2 separate regions of the Mus musculus genome follow, and region 2 is linked to region 1. The links are chromatin contacts, called in public Hi-C maps. All regions are on one chromosome and are shown on one strand. The core of a region is the stretch at or near the end of the contact, and the rest is flanking DNA. Distances in the headings are between cores, read along the strand shown. Region 1 has its middle 11 kb from the start of Rab21. Region 2 has its middle 30 kb from the start of 4930422I22Rik.

Region 1 (7,360 bases), core at 4,852-7,351:
AGGAAATGCCTCCATGAGATCCAGCTGTAAGGCACTTTCTCAATTAATGATCAATGAGTGGGGGCCCAGTCTATTGTGAGTGGGGCCATCTCTGGATTGGTAGTCCTGGGTTCTATAAGAAAGCAGACTGAGAAAGCCATGGGAAACAGGCCTGTAAGCAGAACCCCTCCATAGCCTCTGGATCAACTTCTGCCTCCAAGTTCCAGCCCTGCTTGAGTTCCTGACCTGAATTCCTCCCATGAAGGGAGTACTAAGATCTGGAAGTGTAAGTTGAATAAACCCTTCCCTCCCCAACTTGGTTTTCGGTCACAGTGTTTCATTGCAGCGATAGAAATCTGAACTATGACACAGGGCTAGAACCACATCTAACAAATGTTTGGACCTATGAGTCCTGCAATGCAGTGCTTCATTTGTACGCACTATTTAAAGACAATGAGTGGAGGACCAGTGTATAAAAGATGTGTATTGGACATGAGATTTCAGAAACTCGATTGGGCATACGGGATTTTGACAGATAAAAATTTCTTAAAGCATTCCCCATTAGATGCGCCTAGCAAGGGTGATTAACAACAGGCGGCAGCAGCTGCAAGGAACACGAACTCCCCATAGGAAACATTGTTTTTCCTTTCTTTGTGCACCTACTCAGCAACTTGTGTTGACCTTGAGACTATTTTTCTCCCCGTGTAGGAGGCAACAGGTAAAGAATTAGAACAAGGTGTAGTAGAGGTGTTCAATGTCAACCCAGAATTCACATCCTTTGGTCATCCAAACAGAATCAAGCACCTGTCTGTATCTTTCCTTTCTGGAGCAAGCTCAGAACCTACAGTTTCTAGTCTTTTTAAATCTCTGAGGCTCTTCCCGGCTCACTAGCAAAAATAAATAACCTGCAAGTGTGGGCAGTGACCACGAGAGGGCACCAGCAGCTCGATGAAATTTACCAGGTAAGGGCAAATCCTTCCAAGACTGTTAGCTGTGTTCTTCAATAAAAATAAGGTTACCGGCAAAGATTCTCCCCTGAGTTTTAAAAAACAGGAATATTCTAAGAGACATGGGGAACGTAAGAAGGGAGAAACTACAGTTCATAAGGTGACGGATGTTCACTGCAAATGTTCCAAGAAACTTAAAACTATTTCTTCTCGAAGAAAGAATTGTATTCAATGTTAGAATTCTCAGATCTTGCCAATTTCTAATGAAATATGTCAGGAGCTAAAAAGAGAAGACAAAGAAAGCTATCAAAATGTTTGTTTTAAATAACTGCTTGTAACTCCAGTTCCAAGACACCCATTGACCTTGGCTTCCTTGGACACCTGCGCTTACAAACACACACACACACACACACACACACACACACACACACACAAACACACAGAATAAAATAAATTGATTTTTAAATAACCAGAGCATCAAAACTATCTGGTTATATTAGATAGAAACATTGGATTGCCTATTCTGTAACCAAATTATTGGTAATAGTGTTGCAAACAGGCTGTTTCCGAATGACTAAAGTCAGTTCAGAACTCAGACAATCTCACTGAGTCAGTCTGAAGTCTGCAGCATGGCCGTTTCCTGTAGTTATAAGACACTAGAAATCCTAAAGAGATCTATGTAAACTAGACCTAAATGACTATTATGGTGGTTAATATTGGTTGGCAACCCGAAAGATCTAGACTCACATCTGAGCCAACCTCTGGACACATCTGTGAGGAGGGGTTTTCTAAACTGGCTTTACAGGGGTAGGAAGAGCCACCCTAAATGCGCTGGGTACCATTCTCCGGGCTAGGGTCCCAGACTGGCTGAGAGGGACAAAAGGAGCTGAGGGGTAGATTTCACTTCGCTCTGATTCCTGACAGCGGACACAATGGACCAGACCTCTACCTGGCTCATCCTCACAGCCTATATCCAGGATGACTGGAATATTATAGATACCAAAATGACCAAACTTTCTAAGTGCCAGTTTTCTCATGAAGTAATTTTCAATGTATATGCACTTAAACTTTTTTGTTTGTTTGTTTGTTTGTTTGTTTTTTGAGACAGGGTTTCTCTGTGCAGCCCTGGCTGTCCTGGAACTCACTTTGTAGACCAGGCTGGCCTTGAACTCAGAAATCCACCTGCCTCTGCCTCCCAAGTGCTGGGATTAAAGGCGTGTGTCACCACTGCCCAGCTGCACTTAAACGTTTGTACAAACTTTCCTTAAACTATGAAGCATGGTCTTCCTCAGTCCATCTATTGCCTCTCTGTCTCTCTGTCTCTCTCCCTCTGTCTCTGTATCTCTGTCTGTCTCTGTCTCTGTCTCTCTTCCCCCACTTCCAGCTCGTTGCGTTCCCACATCCACATTTCTCTACTAGTAGCTGGAGAAGCTTATTGAACAACCAAAAAACTCTTCGCAGCATCTCTGATTTTTTCCCTCTGTGTGAGTGTGTGTGCTTGTGGACACTCATGTGTGTGCATGTACAGGTCCATTCACGTGGAGTCCAGAGGTTGACACTGGGTGTCTCCTATTTCTGAGGCTATGTCTCTGACTGAACCTGAAGCTCCCCATGAGTTCTGGGGGGAGGGGGACGTCCTCCTGTCCCTGGCTTCCCCATGCTGGAATTATGGGGACATGCTACCACTCGGGCTTGCTGGTTTCTTGTTGGTTTTTCGAGACAGAGTTTCTCTGGGTAGCCCTGGTGGTCCTGGAACTCACTCTGTAGACCAGGCTGGCCTTGAACTCACACATCTGCCTACCTCTGCCTCCTGAGTGCCCGACCCGCTCCGGGAGGAGGAGGTGAGAACCGGAGATGTCAGGGACGAAAGCGAGGGAAAGGCGAAGGCAGTGTGGTCCATCGCAGCAGGTATGGATGCTATAGGAGGGGAACCATGAAGCAAGGTGTGTGGATAGCCCCTCGGAGCCAGAAAAATGATGTTTCTGTGGGTTTCCCAGAATGGCATGCAGTCTTCCTATACTGCAGCTTCAGCCACTGTAAAACAGACAATCTGTGCCTTAGGCCATGAAGAGAAAGTCATTCATTAGAGCTGTAGAAATGGACCAAGGTAAGAGGTATGTCTGCTTGCACATCCTAAACAGCACCAAGAGGTGGATTCTTCCTTATTCTTGATAACTAGCATCTACGATAGTACCTTCTGCATACTGTAGGCATCAAAAATAGCTCGTTAAACCAATAAATAATTGAGAGCCATTTACTGATAATGGCCGTATTATTTGTTGTTGTTTTTTCAGACAAATACGCTCCCAAAGACACAGAGTTTTATGTGCTATGTTATTTATTGTAGCTGAATGAAAACGAAATTAAGCTCAGCTAAAAACTACACCATCCTTCTCTTCTCCAGTGGAGCCCCTCGGGATGCTCTGTGTTCGGGAGTCAGGGGAGGAAACGAGCTAACTTGCCTTCTTTATGGCCTTATAAAACTATCCCCAGTGTGGTTTCCATTAGGAGAGCATCATTCAACGCCGGGCCTGACAGCATCAGGACAGTCTTACTGCCTTCACACTCCTGAAGGAGGCGTTCCTCGCCTGTTTTCAGACGCTGCTCCCCAAGGTCAAGAGTATCAGAGACTGCGACCCCGAATCAACCTGATAAAAGAATCCGGGAGCTGTTGATTTTACACATGAAGGGTAATGACTAACCCTGGGCATTAGCTCCCACCCCCATTTCCACCCCTAGCTCCCACCCCTACCCCTGCCCCCAACTACAAACACTAAAAAACAACCCAGCCTCTGAAGGGGCTTCAGATCAAGTTCAATCAAGGCAAACTTTCCGTCCATTACAGATAGTTGTGAGCCACCATGTGGTTGCTGGGAATTGAACTCAGGACCTCTGGAAGAGCGGTTGGTCCTCTTAACGGCTGAGCCATCTCCCCAACCCATACGGACAATTTTGTTTTTGTTTTTGTTTTTGTTTTTTTTTGTTTGTTTGTTTTTTGAGACAGGGTTTCTCTGTGTAGCCCTGGCTGTCCTGGAACTCACTCTGTAGACCAGGCTGGCCTCGAACTCAGAAATCCACCTGCCTCTGCCTCCCAAGTGCTGAGATTATGGCCCACCACCACCACCTGGCTTTAACAGTATTGATTTAAAGAAATAAAAGAATATTCTGGGGACAGTAATATGGCTCAGTAGGTGAAGGTACTTGCCACCAAGCCTAATGACCTGAGTTCCCCAGGACTCACATAGCAGAAGGAGAGAACGATTTCTGACCCCACTGGGATACAGACACACAGACCTAAAAGTCAATGAAAAGTCTCGTTAAAAGATCAGAACCAGGAAACTGGAGAGATGGCTCAGGACGTAAAAGCACAAGCTTCGACAGCCTGATGCCCTGAACTCAGTTCCTGGAACCCACTGTGGAAAGAGAGCTAATTCTGGAAAGTCAAACTGCAGTGTGTGACTCTCTCTTCTCCCTCTCCCACCTCACAACTCCTCACACACACACACACACACACACACACACACACACACACACACACACACACGAGTAATAAAAACTGAAGTAAGTTTAGGGCTGGGGAGATGGCTCAGAGGTCGAGCATTTGCCGTTCTTGCAGAGGAACTGGGTTTCCAGCACTCACATGGTGCCTCACCACCACTTGAAACACTAGCTCTAGGGGATCTGACACTTTCTTCTAACACCTGCAGGCGCCAGGCACCCACACATGTACACACAAATCAAACAAACAAACAAACAAACAAACAAACAAAAAGACCCTCAAAACAAAACAAAACAAAACAAAAAACCATGTACACACACAAAAATAAAATAACCTAACATATACACACATTTAGGAAAACAAAACAAAACAAAACAAAACAAACGGATGGTAAAGCAATAGGACAGAGAAGCCAAGAGATCAACATGTTTAATAGTCAGCGGTGGGAAGCACTGTCGACAGCACCAGAAATAACTAAAAGCCTCCCCAGACCCCCAGCCACCTCTCAAGCACCCCCTAGCTACCCCGGCAGCCCCCCAATTCCTCCTAGCCAGCCCCCACAGCCCCTCCCCCTCCCAGGCTGATAAACCTCAGAAGCACTATGGCCCATCGTGCTTCCAGACACCGCTGGCTTACTTTTCTTCATTCATTGTGACAGAAGCACAGTGCTGGGGCGGTCTGTGGGAACTGGGAGATGTTGGTCCCATCCTTAACTGCGCCATTCCTTTCAGGACAGCAAAATATCCTGCCCTTCCTCCTAAACTCTCCGAGATACCCAGAATAGCGGGCGTGCTATTTCCTGGTATTGGCTTATATCTGTCCTTAGATTTTTTTTTTTTTTCGAGACATGGTTTCTCTGTATAGCCCTGGCTGTCCTGGAACTCACTTTGTAGACCAGGCTGGCCTCGAACTCAAAAATCCCCCTGCCTCTGTCTCCCAAGTGCTGGGATTAAAGGCGTGTGCCACCACGCCCGGCTCCTGTCCTTAGATCTTAAGCATCCCTTTCGGTGCAGGCTCACATTGTACCTCTGTTTCCCTCCTAGATGCGCAGGTACCACTTGAGAATCTCTTTTTCTTCGTCTATGCGGGACGTTCCACTTGAATGGCCCCTTCTTGAGCTCTCTACCCTGGTGAGGGAGTTGCCCGTGTACATTCCCAACAAAGAGGACCGTTCCTCTGCTCTACACTTCACTCTTGTTGCTCCACCTGTGTAAGCAGAAGACACAAACCTGTAGAAGTCATGGGTGTGTTAACTATGGTCCACTTACCACTCTTTCTTCCCCATCAAATATCTCCAGGACTCCTGTCCCTGATGTCTCCACCCTGCGATAATCCCGCCTTCCTGCTTCACACAGGTACCAGGGTACTGTCAGATTACATCCTGTTCTTTGTACCACTTTTATGAAGCAGAGTCACTAATAACTAATCCAAAGCGGGGCTCCCACTGGCTAGGGATAACCAAGATCATAGCTACGTAACCCCTTCAAACAGCGCTCAGAAACCCTCTGAGTACCGCACCCTTGGCTGTGCTTTTATCAATGACCTTAGTCTGGTGAGAGAACACATCAACGTGGCAAGTTAGAAGAAACAGATTCACTGCTCACACCATAGGCAGCTGCAGACGAAAGCATAGGAAATACTGTAAAATGGTTTCCTGTGGCCCAGAAAAGCTGCCCTGGGGCGAGCAGAGTCTCACTTCTGTGTGTCCCAGCTGGGCTGCCACTGGAGAACCCTGAAAGGAAGCCAGCTCTGCGGTCCACATTTCTGACTCACTGAGGAACATTTTTGAGGGACATCATGTTTTCTGAGGAAGGAGGAACAAAAAACAGTCTGTTCTGGAAAGTTCTTCTGAAGCCACAACAGTGATCAACGGCTTTGTCATTTTGGCCAATCCCCACATTAAGCTGAGGATTGTTTTTTATGTTTCTAGCAATTTGTCTTTATAGAACTTTGGGTTTTAATAACATTTTAATCAAAGATCTTCAAGTTATTCTTATTGAGGAAGGGTTATTTTGTTTATAATTTTTCTTCCTGCTCTTACTATACGGATTATCTTCAATTATTGGAATCTTTTTCTTCTTCTTCTTCCTCCTCCTCCTCTTTCTCGTCTTAAATTAGGATTCAGGTTTGTCTTTTTGAAGGTCCTGGAGAGTGCAATAAGTTTTTGGTTTTGTTTTGCTTTTTGTTTTGCTTTTTATTTTGTTTTGTTTTAGTTTTGTTTTGCTTTTTTTTTTTTTTTTTTTTTTTTTTTTTTTTTTTTTTTTTTTTTTTTTTTGTCAATGTTCTGGTTGTTGCATCCCTCTAATGGTACAAGCAGAGGGTTTGCACTGAAGCGTCTGAGGAGGATGGCCTTGGAGCCTGATCCCCAGAGTTCAAACTCCAGCTCTTCTGTTCAATAGTGAGGTGAGGGCTGGTGAGATGGCTCAGGGGGGGTAAGAGCACTGACTGCTCTTCCAAAGATACTGAGTTCAAATCCCAGCAACCACATGGTGGCTCACAACCACCCATAATGAGATCTGATGCCCTCTTCTGGTGCATTTGAAGACAGCTACAGTGAACTTATAATAATAAATAAATCTTTGGGCCGGAGCAAGTGGGGTTGGCCAGAGCAAGCAGAGGTCCTAAATTCAATTCCCAACAATCACATGAAGGCTCACAACCATCTGTACAACTACAGTGTGTACTCATATACATAAAATAAATAAATCTTTAAAAAAAATAGTGATGTGAGCCTTGAGCAAACCAAAGTCCCATATCAGTTTCCTTCCCAAGGATCATTGTAGGTTATATAGTAATTACATATAGAAAACACTTCCTAGGAATTGTATTTGCTTCTTAAAATTCCCTCTTAAAAATGGAAGTCTAGGACTGGTGAGATGCCTCAGGGGAGTAAGAGCACTGACTGCTCTTCTGAAGGTCCTGAGCTCAAATCCCA
Region 2 (6,882 bases), core at 648-3,147, 570 kb after region 1:
ACAAAACCATCAGTTTATTTTTATGCTATTATAAATTATTATTTATATACTGTTGGCTATTTCTGATGATCCTTCAGATTTCCATAGTATATAATACAATATCAAACATTTCTTGATTTATATTGCTCGCTTCTACTATGCTCCTAGATTGGATAGCAGGTCATGAGTGACCTCTATGTTAAAATGTTGCTTCTTCACTGAGCTACTATTTCACTGGTTTAATAATAGTTTTGAAAAACTGGAATAATAAGTAGACTTCTCTGAGCCCTGCCTCCATCACCCCCCCCCCCACACACACACACACATACACGTACAAGTAAAAAACAATAGCTAGGCATTGAGCAGATGGCTCAGGTGGCAAAGTGCTTGCTGTTAGGCACTACGACCTGTGTTTCATCCCCATCTCTGGAGTTGCTGGGACAGAAGGACCCCTGTGGCTGGTTAGCTAGCTAGCCTGTTTGAATTGTTAGGTTTCTGGTCTCAGTGAAGGACATTATTCTTGCTTTTAAAAAAGAACAGAAAAGTGCAAACCACCAACACCACCACCACCTCCGCTACCAGCAAAATCCAAGGTGGGTGACTACATCTGAACATCTGAAGTTAACTTCTCATCTTTGCAAGCACATGTACTCAAATGCACCTGCACACATGACAGCAGGTGACCCTTTCCCAAACACACACACACACACACACACACACACACACACACCCACCCACTAGAGGAGCCAATTTCTAGGGCTGTTTGATGGTTAACTTAGTTCACATATGTTTCACCAATAGCGCCTGGCAGGTGATTACACAATCATGTGTGAGCTGCTTGCTGCCACAGCTCTTCTATTATTTGATTCTCATCCAGTCCTATAAATGAGGGAGAACAGGCTATTCTCATTTTGTATTAAAGAAACAGATCTTAAAAATTCACAGACCCTGCCTGCTCAATGTCAGAGCTAACATCTTCTGGAAGAGTATCCTTAAGAGCTTTTGGCATTTCGGTGTGGGTCTTACTGCATCTCATTTTCCTCACTAAGGGCAATCCTAAAGTTCCTTGCAGCATGTTGTTGTTGTTGTTATTCTGTTCTCCCTTTGTCCCAAATTCCATGAGGACTTTCTGCTACCTCTCACAACTGGGAAACCACTGATGTATAGCATGTGAGACTCCCCCAGGAGAAAGTCCATTGGAGGCCAGACAGCTAACAGTCATCCATTCTTTGTGACATATTTCTGGAGTATATATTCACAGTATTGTTATCATCACAACTTGTTATTTATTGAGTGCCATCCCTTTGGGTGGAGCTGTGCAGAGCACACACCAGACAGGGCCTCCATCCAAGGAAATGGAATTCAGATGGTTGTGATTCATGAGATAATGATAAAGTCCCTCAGGTTGTGCAAGGCAGCTCTGCAGTGACATCAGCCTTGGATGTCTCAGTGCAAAGAGGCTTCCATATGAGAGGAAGGGGATTATGGTGTCTGGCATCAAAGGACCCAAGATGGTTCTAGGTATGAGGTGCATCATTAAGGGCAGTAAGAAAAAGAATGGGGAGGCAAAGGGTAGAGGGGAGAATGTGAGGGTCCCATCAGTCTTCAGGAAAGAGGATTGTGGAGAGAGCAAGTGATGCTGTCCAGAGCTGAGAACGGGTGGCTGTCTCCCAGCCCCATGTGCTATTTGTCCTGGGACAGACTGAGAGAACATGGCCTGCCTTGTTAAGGGAAGTGGTTCCACACGGCTGCTGAGTCTATGCTAGGAGTGGAAAGTTATATCACATCTGTACTGGTTTTTAATCTCTGTTTGGTTTTGTTTGTTCAAGTTAATGAAAATGATGTGCTATTGTTATGTAGCGGTGCCAGAAGAGAATTTCACCACAGACTTCAGAAATGTCTTTGGGTCCGTGCCCATTTCGTGTGGTTTCACTTTCCCCCATTTTCCTTCCTCCTGCCCTTTCACTCCTTCCCCCTGAAGCACTGCTCTCATGCAGACGGATTAATCGCATGTGAAGGAAGGCTATTTGAAGACAGTTCAGCCAAGTGGGCAAGCCAGCGTCCAGAGATACAGTGGCATAGCCAGGAGGGAAAGGTGGATGGACCTAGCTGCAGAACCATCTGATGGAGGCATAATTAACGGGTCTTCAAATTCATAGCTGGAGCTGAGGAATGACGATGAATACACCCCCATCTGGGAATAATTAACAGTAATTTATAAACTCCTCATGGAAAAGAACGATGTCTTCACCTTTCTTAGCCAGTCCCCTGGGCACCATAGAGGATGCTTCGAGTCTTTCAGTATTTATTAAGTACTAGGCACTCTGCTAAGGAACCCAAAAAAAAATAAAATTAAAAAAATAAAAGACACACACATAGAACTTAAATGTTTGGGGGAACGGATAAAACAAGGTAGAATGTGGTATCTGTATCAAATAAGATAAATCCAGAGATATGAAGCTACATTGGTAGAAGGCATACACCATTCAGCACTCACAGGAATTTGTTTAAACTAATACAAATGGGAGTTTATTGGTTCACTTGACTGCAAAGGAAAAGTTATTACTAGATAGATGCAGACTAAATAGTCTACCAGGAATTTGTCTCTATTATTTTGCGTCACTTCTACTTCCCTCTGCTTTAAATTATTCTTTTTATTTAAAAGTATATTTTTATTAATTCTTTGCACAGTTCATACAATGTGTTTTGGTCATATACAGCCTTCCTCTAAGATCTATTCTTACCCATCTACCTTCAGTCTCAACTTATGTCCTCATTATCTATTTGTTTGTCTGCCTAATAATGCATCAAGTCCAATGTATGGTATATATATATATATATATATATATATATATATATATATATATATATATATATATATATATATGTATATATATATATATATATATATATATATATATCAGTGGGAGCCCATCTACCCACCAAGAGCAATACCTTTAAAGAAAACTGACTTGCCCTCCCCACCAGAAGCCATCAACTGTCCACAGTTCCTCAGTCAGAAATGGAGACTGATGATCCCCCCACTATAAGCTAGCATTGGTGACTAAGGTGACCATTGTTGCCAGAGCCCTAGGAAGGCGTGACATCACTGATAACATTTCTCAGTAATCACCGATCATGGGTTCTTTGTTTTACATGGGTGAAGGTTGGGTCAGCGTTTCATAGGATGAGCCTCAGATGAGATAAGTGGCTTAGCTTTAGACACCGTGCTTATAAAAACCAAGCACTATCAAATCCTGCTGTCATCCCCAGCAGATTAGAAACTTCAGTGAGACTCAGGCAAATGCAGCCCAGAGACCAGGTGAGAGGCAGCTGACCCTGTCTGCAGTTTAGATACAGCTACTCATCTACTATGAGGTGGGTGAAATCGACTGTACTTAGATTTTGTTTTAGATTTCCTGTCTTTGTGAGATTAATGGAAACACAGAACAGCCTCGTTATGAGACACTATTCCTGGGGAGACATGTACCAACATCTATTCACCTCAGATAGGAAGCTGATGCAGACCAAAGGATGAATACCACCAAAGTTCAACTCAGAGAACCAATGAATTTTATTGGTGTTCCTTACAGAAGTATGCGTGAGGGGTTACTTACAGAAGCAGAAATGACTCAAAGACAGCTGCATCAGCAAAGCTCTCCCCTGCATGGGTGACAACTCACAAAACCTGAGAACCTGGAACACTGCACACCTCCAGGGAGCTCAATAGGCTGGAGGCAGTTAACTGGTTTCTATGTCTTTTGAGCAGCTAAACTTCTCTGAAACTGACCAACTCTCAGCAGTCTTCACTGCTTATATAGTCTTGTGTGGGAGGGCACTGGTGAACCTGATCAGTTTTGGGAACTTCCTGTAGCTATTTGAGTTGTTTAAGTTTCCCTGCATTAAAGAGCTCTCCTGAAGCATGGAATGTTTCAGCATTGCTACACAACAGATCCAGGTCCCAGGATGCCATTTCATAGGGCATCTCTGTCTTACTTTGAAGGCATCCTGAAAAAAAAAATGACTGTGAAACAAATAGGTTGATATCTTCACCCAAGCTTGAATATTGGCGGGCTTGGTCTTATGCAGCTTGTCTTCAGACAACTGCAGCTGCTGCGAGTTCATAAGTGGAGCAGCCATGCCATGTCTAGCAGACAATGTTTCTGTCTGGTTCTTCCCAACCTCTGGCTCTTACAAACTCTTAGATCCCTCTTCCAAAATATTCAGTTACCTCTGTGTGTGTTTGTGTGTGTGTGTGTGTGTTTGTGTCTGTGTGTGTTTCTATTTATGTTTTGGCAAAGATAACCATCTGTCCCTGCATGTTTATAGGCCACCACCCAGAGAACAGTATCCGTGAATTACAGCACATTTCCAGCAACACTCTGGGAGCTTCCTCTTGCTAGATCAATTTTGGAAAAAATAAAAATTAAAAAAAAGGCCAATTCTTGAAATAATTGTTTTTCTAGTCTAATTGGAGTGGACTGATTGGTGAGGCTTGGGCCATGGGCCAGTTGCCTGGAGCTCAGACAAATTTGGGTATACTCAAAACATAAGACTGAAAGTGTGGGCGAGGTGTTTTTCTAATGAACAAGAGAGTGCAGATGCTGGGTACAGAGAAGGAAGAAAGCTTTGAAGATACCTCAAACAGTTGGTAGGAATATCTGAATGGACATTCGTAAACTCAGAAGGATGCTGGGTTTCAGAGATGGAGATGCAGACTAAGAGTCAAGCATCTGTAACTACAGAAAACCTAACTGAAAGCAGAGGGTTGAGCCCTTAACTAAGCCACTAGCATAGCAGAGGATAAAGGAATACATTTAATGAATAGCTATCAGTTCCCAACACAATGAGGAATTCATTTATTAGGAAAATTCTTGGAGTTATTCATAATGGATGCAATAGCCCTGGTGATAATAAGGTTAGGAGACAGGCATTGAGGGATCCCTGTGTTCGTGTTCATGGTACAAAGGCAGTGGTTCAGAGAAAACATGCATGAACACAGGAGGGGCTGGGCCACTGTATGCCAGTCTGTTAACTCTGACACTTCATGCAGCAAGTGAAGACAGCAAGGAGACAAGAGGTAGATTATTGGCATTGTGTATTTAGTGTTATCCTTTGCCCCCAACACAATATAATGGTACAATTTTGTGATAAGCTATTTCCATAAGACACGGTGCTTAATACCATAAATGTTAAAATCTTGAAAAAAAACAGTTCCATTCCTAGAAAAGAGATGAAGGTAACTTTAGTTTCATATGAGGCAGAAAAACAAATGAACAAGCAAACAGAAACATCCCTAAGAGAAAGATGTCTGTAGCAGAATTCTTCGGAAGGGTGTTTTGACTATATGCAAAAAAAAGTGGTTATAAGATAGCACTCTACACGATACAACATATTTAGATTTCTTCATAGCTTCACTTGGACCTTCAAGGAAATCAATGTTTTGTTTAGGTGAAGGAGTAGGACAGTGACGTGAGACAGCCAGATGATTTAATGAAACACTTGCCATTAAAAAATAGAAATGCATCTGAGAAGAACGGATAAGGTGGGGGAGCACTGGCTTTCTAATGTTAGACCTAATCTGATCCAAAGAGAGAAGGCGATTGTTAAGAAGCCATGCAGGCTTTACCAAAGAGCACGTCTCCTCCACCCCCTAACAAAGGCAAGGCCATAAATTACATGAGGCTTGATGGGTCTTTGAACTGCCTAGATATAATTTACTGAGACGAAGCAGAGCAAAACAGATCCACGCTTTGTTGGTCATAGGTTTTTGTGTGGTTATCCGTCCAATTTCACGATGTACTTTATGGTGAAAAGACATACCGCGATCATTTGTCACTCTGATTATTTCTTGGCCCCGATGGAGACTTTTGTTTTCTCGAAAACAATCTAATCAAAAGAAAAACGAGGTCCTAATGTAATTCTGGGACTAAAAATAATTTTACACATCTGGATTCTCTTCTCTCAAAAAGTTATGTTTTCATAGAATTTTATTTTATTTATTTATTTTTTTTATAAAAGAAGGAAAGTAGTTTTCAGTTATGGGGGCGGTAAACACACATGCCTTTATGTGATTGAAAAATAAGGAAGGGTCAAGGGGCAATGACATAGGAATGAAAAGTGGGTTTCCCTGGAGAGATCATTCGTTCATTCATTCGTTCATCATTCACACTCCACAAACACTTATTGAATGCTACATGTAGATACCATAGAGGTTGCTGCTAAATTTGTTTATCTATTCAACTATTACTCCCATAGATAGTTATTTGCTAGCCATAGGGCCCAACAGTATTCTGCAACGTTATTTAGTGTTAGATTATATAACAGACAGGCCTAATCTGGTCTGGAGGATCAAGGAAGATTTCCTCAGAAAGTGCTATTCAGACAAACATCCTAAAAGGTTAATGGAAGCAAAAATGGACACAGGAGAACCCCAGAGGGAGTAGCTGTGTGTGTCAAGGAGTAGAGGCAGAGCCTGGGGCACAGGAGAATGAGAGCGCAGAGCTGCTTCTTAGATTGAAAGCTTCAGGCCCCCAGTTTTGCCCTTCTAGTCGTTAACCTAATGTCTCCCTTCTCACGTCTCACTGATGGGTCTAACTCCCCAAATGCAAAATAAAGCTTTGGCTATTTTTCTCCTAAAATCATGAGTTCCTTGCTCAACATGTACCAGTCTGGTGGCTGCAGCAGGAGCAGCAGGAGCTGCAGCAGCAGCAGCAGCAGCAGCAGCAGCAGCACTTACTTAGTTACTTAGATTAACAGACATTAAAGATTTGCTTCTCCTCTTTAAATAAAGAATAAAATAAAATGTGAGGTGAGCTGGTAAGGTCGCTTATTTTGTTAGAATCGCCGGCTGCTTTTGCTGAGATCCGGGGTTTAGTTCCCAGCACTGACAAGGTAGGTCAA

Evidence for each region. Hi-C and Micro-C count contacts between places; a contact is called where the count stands out from the background.
Region 2: a contact with region 1 is called in a Hi-C map of uterus, with 4 times the contacts expected there. The contact joins two enhancer-like sites. A contact is called at or near these places in 6 of 39 promoter capture datasets (the 3T3-L1 cell line, the C10 cell line, embryonic stem cells and 2 more) and 1 of 484 Hi-C or Micro-C datasets (uterus).

Annotation. Positions count from the first base shown.
Region 1 is chr10:115,322,585-115,329,944 of GRCm38.p6, forward strand. No RefSeq gene overlaps it. Among named protein-coding and RNA genes, the nearest start is that of Rab21, 11 kb to the left of the region's middle. Within about 2 kb of position 6,102, at least 114 of the 459 cell types and tissues checked have an H3K27ac peak or open chromatin away from gene starts, as enhancers often do. A contact at or near this core is called in uterus, where this site is marked.
Region 2 is chr10:115,895,629-115,902,510 of GRCm38.p6, forward strand. No RefSeq gene overlaps it. Among named protein-coding and RNA genes, the nearest start is that of 4930422I22Rik, 30 kb to the left of the region's middle. Within about 2 kb of position 1,898, at least 28 of the 459 cell types and tissues checked have an H3K27ac peak or open chromatin away from gene starts, as enhancers often do. A contact at or near this core is called in uterus, where this site is marked.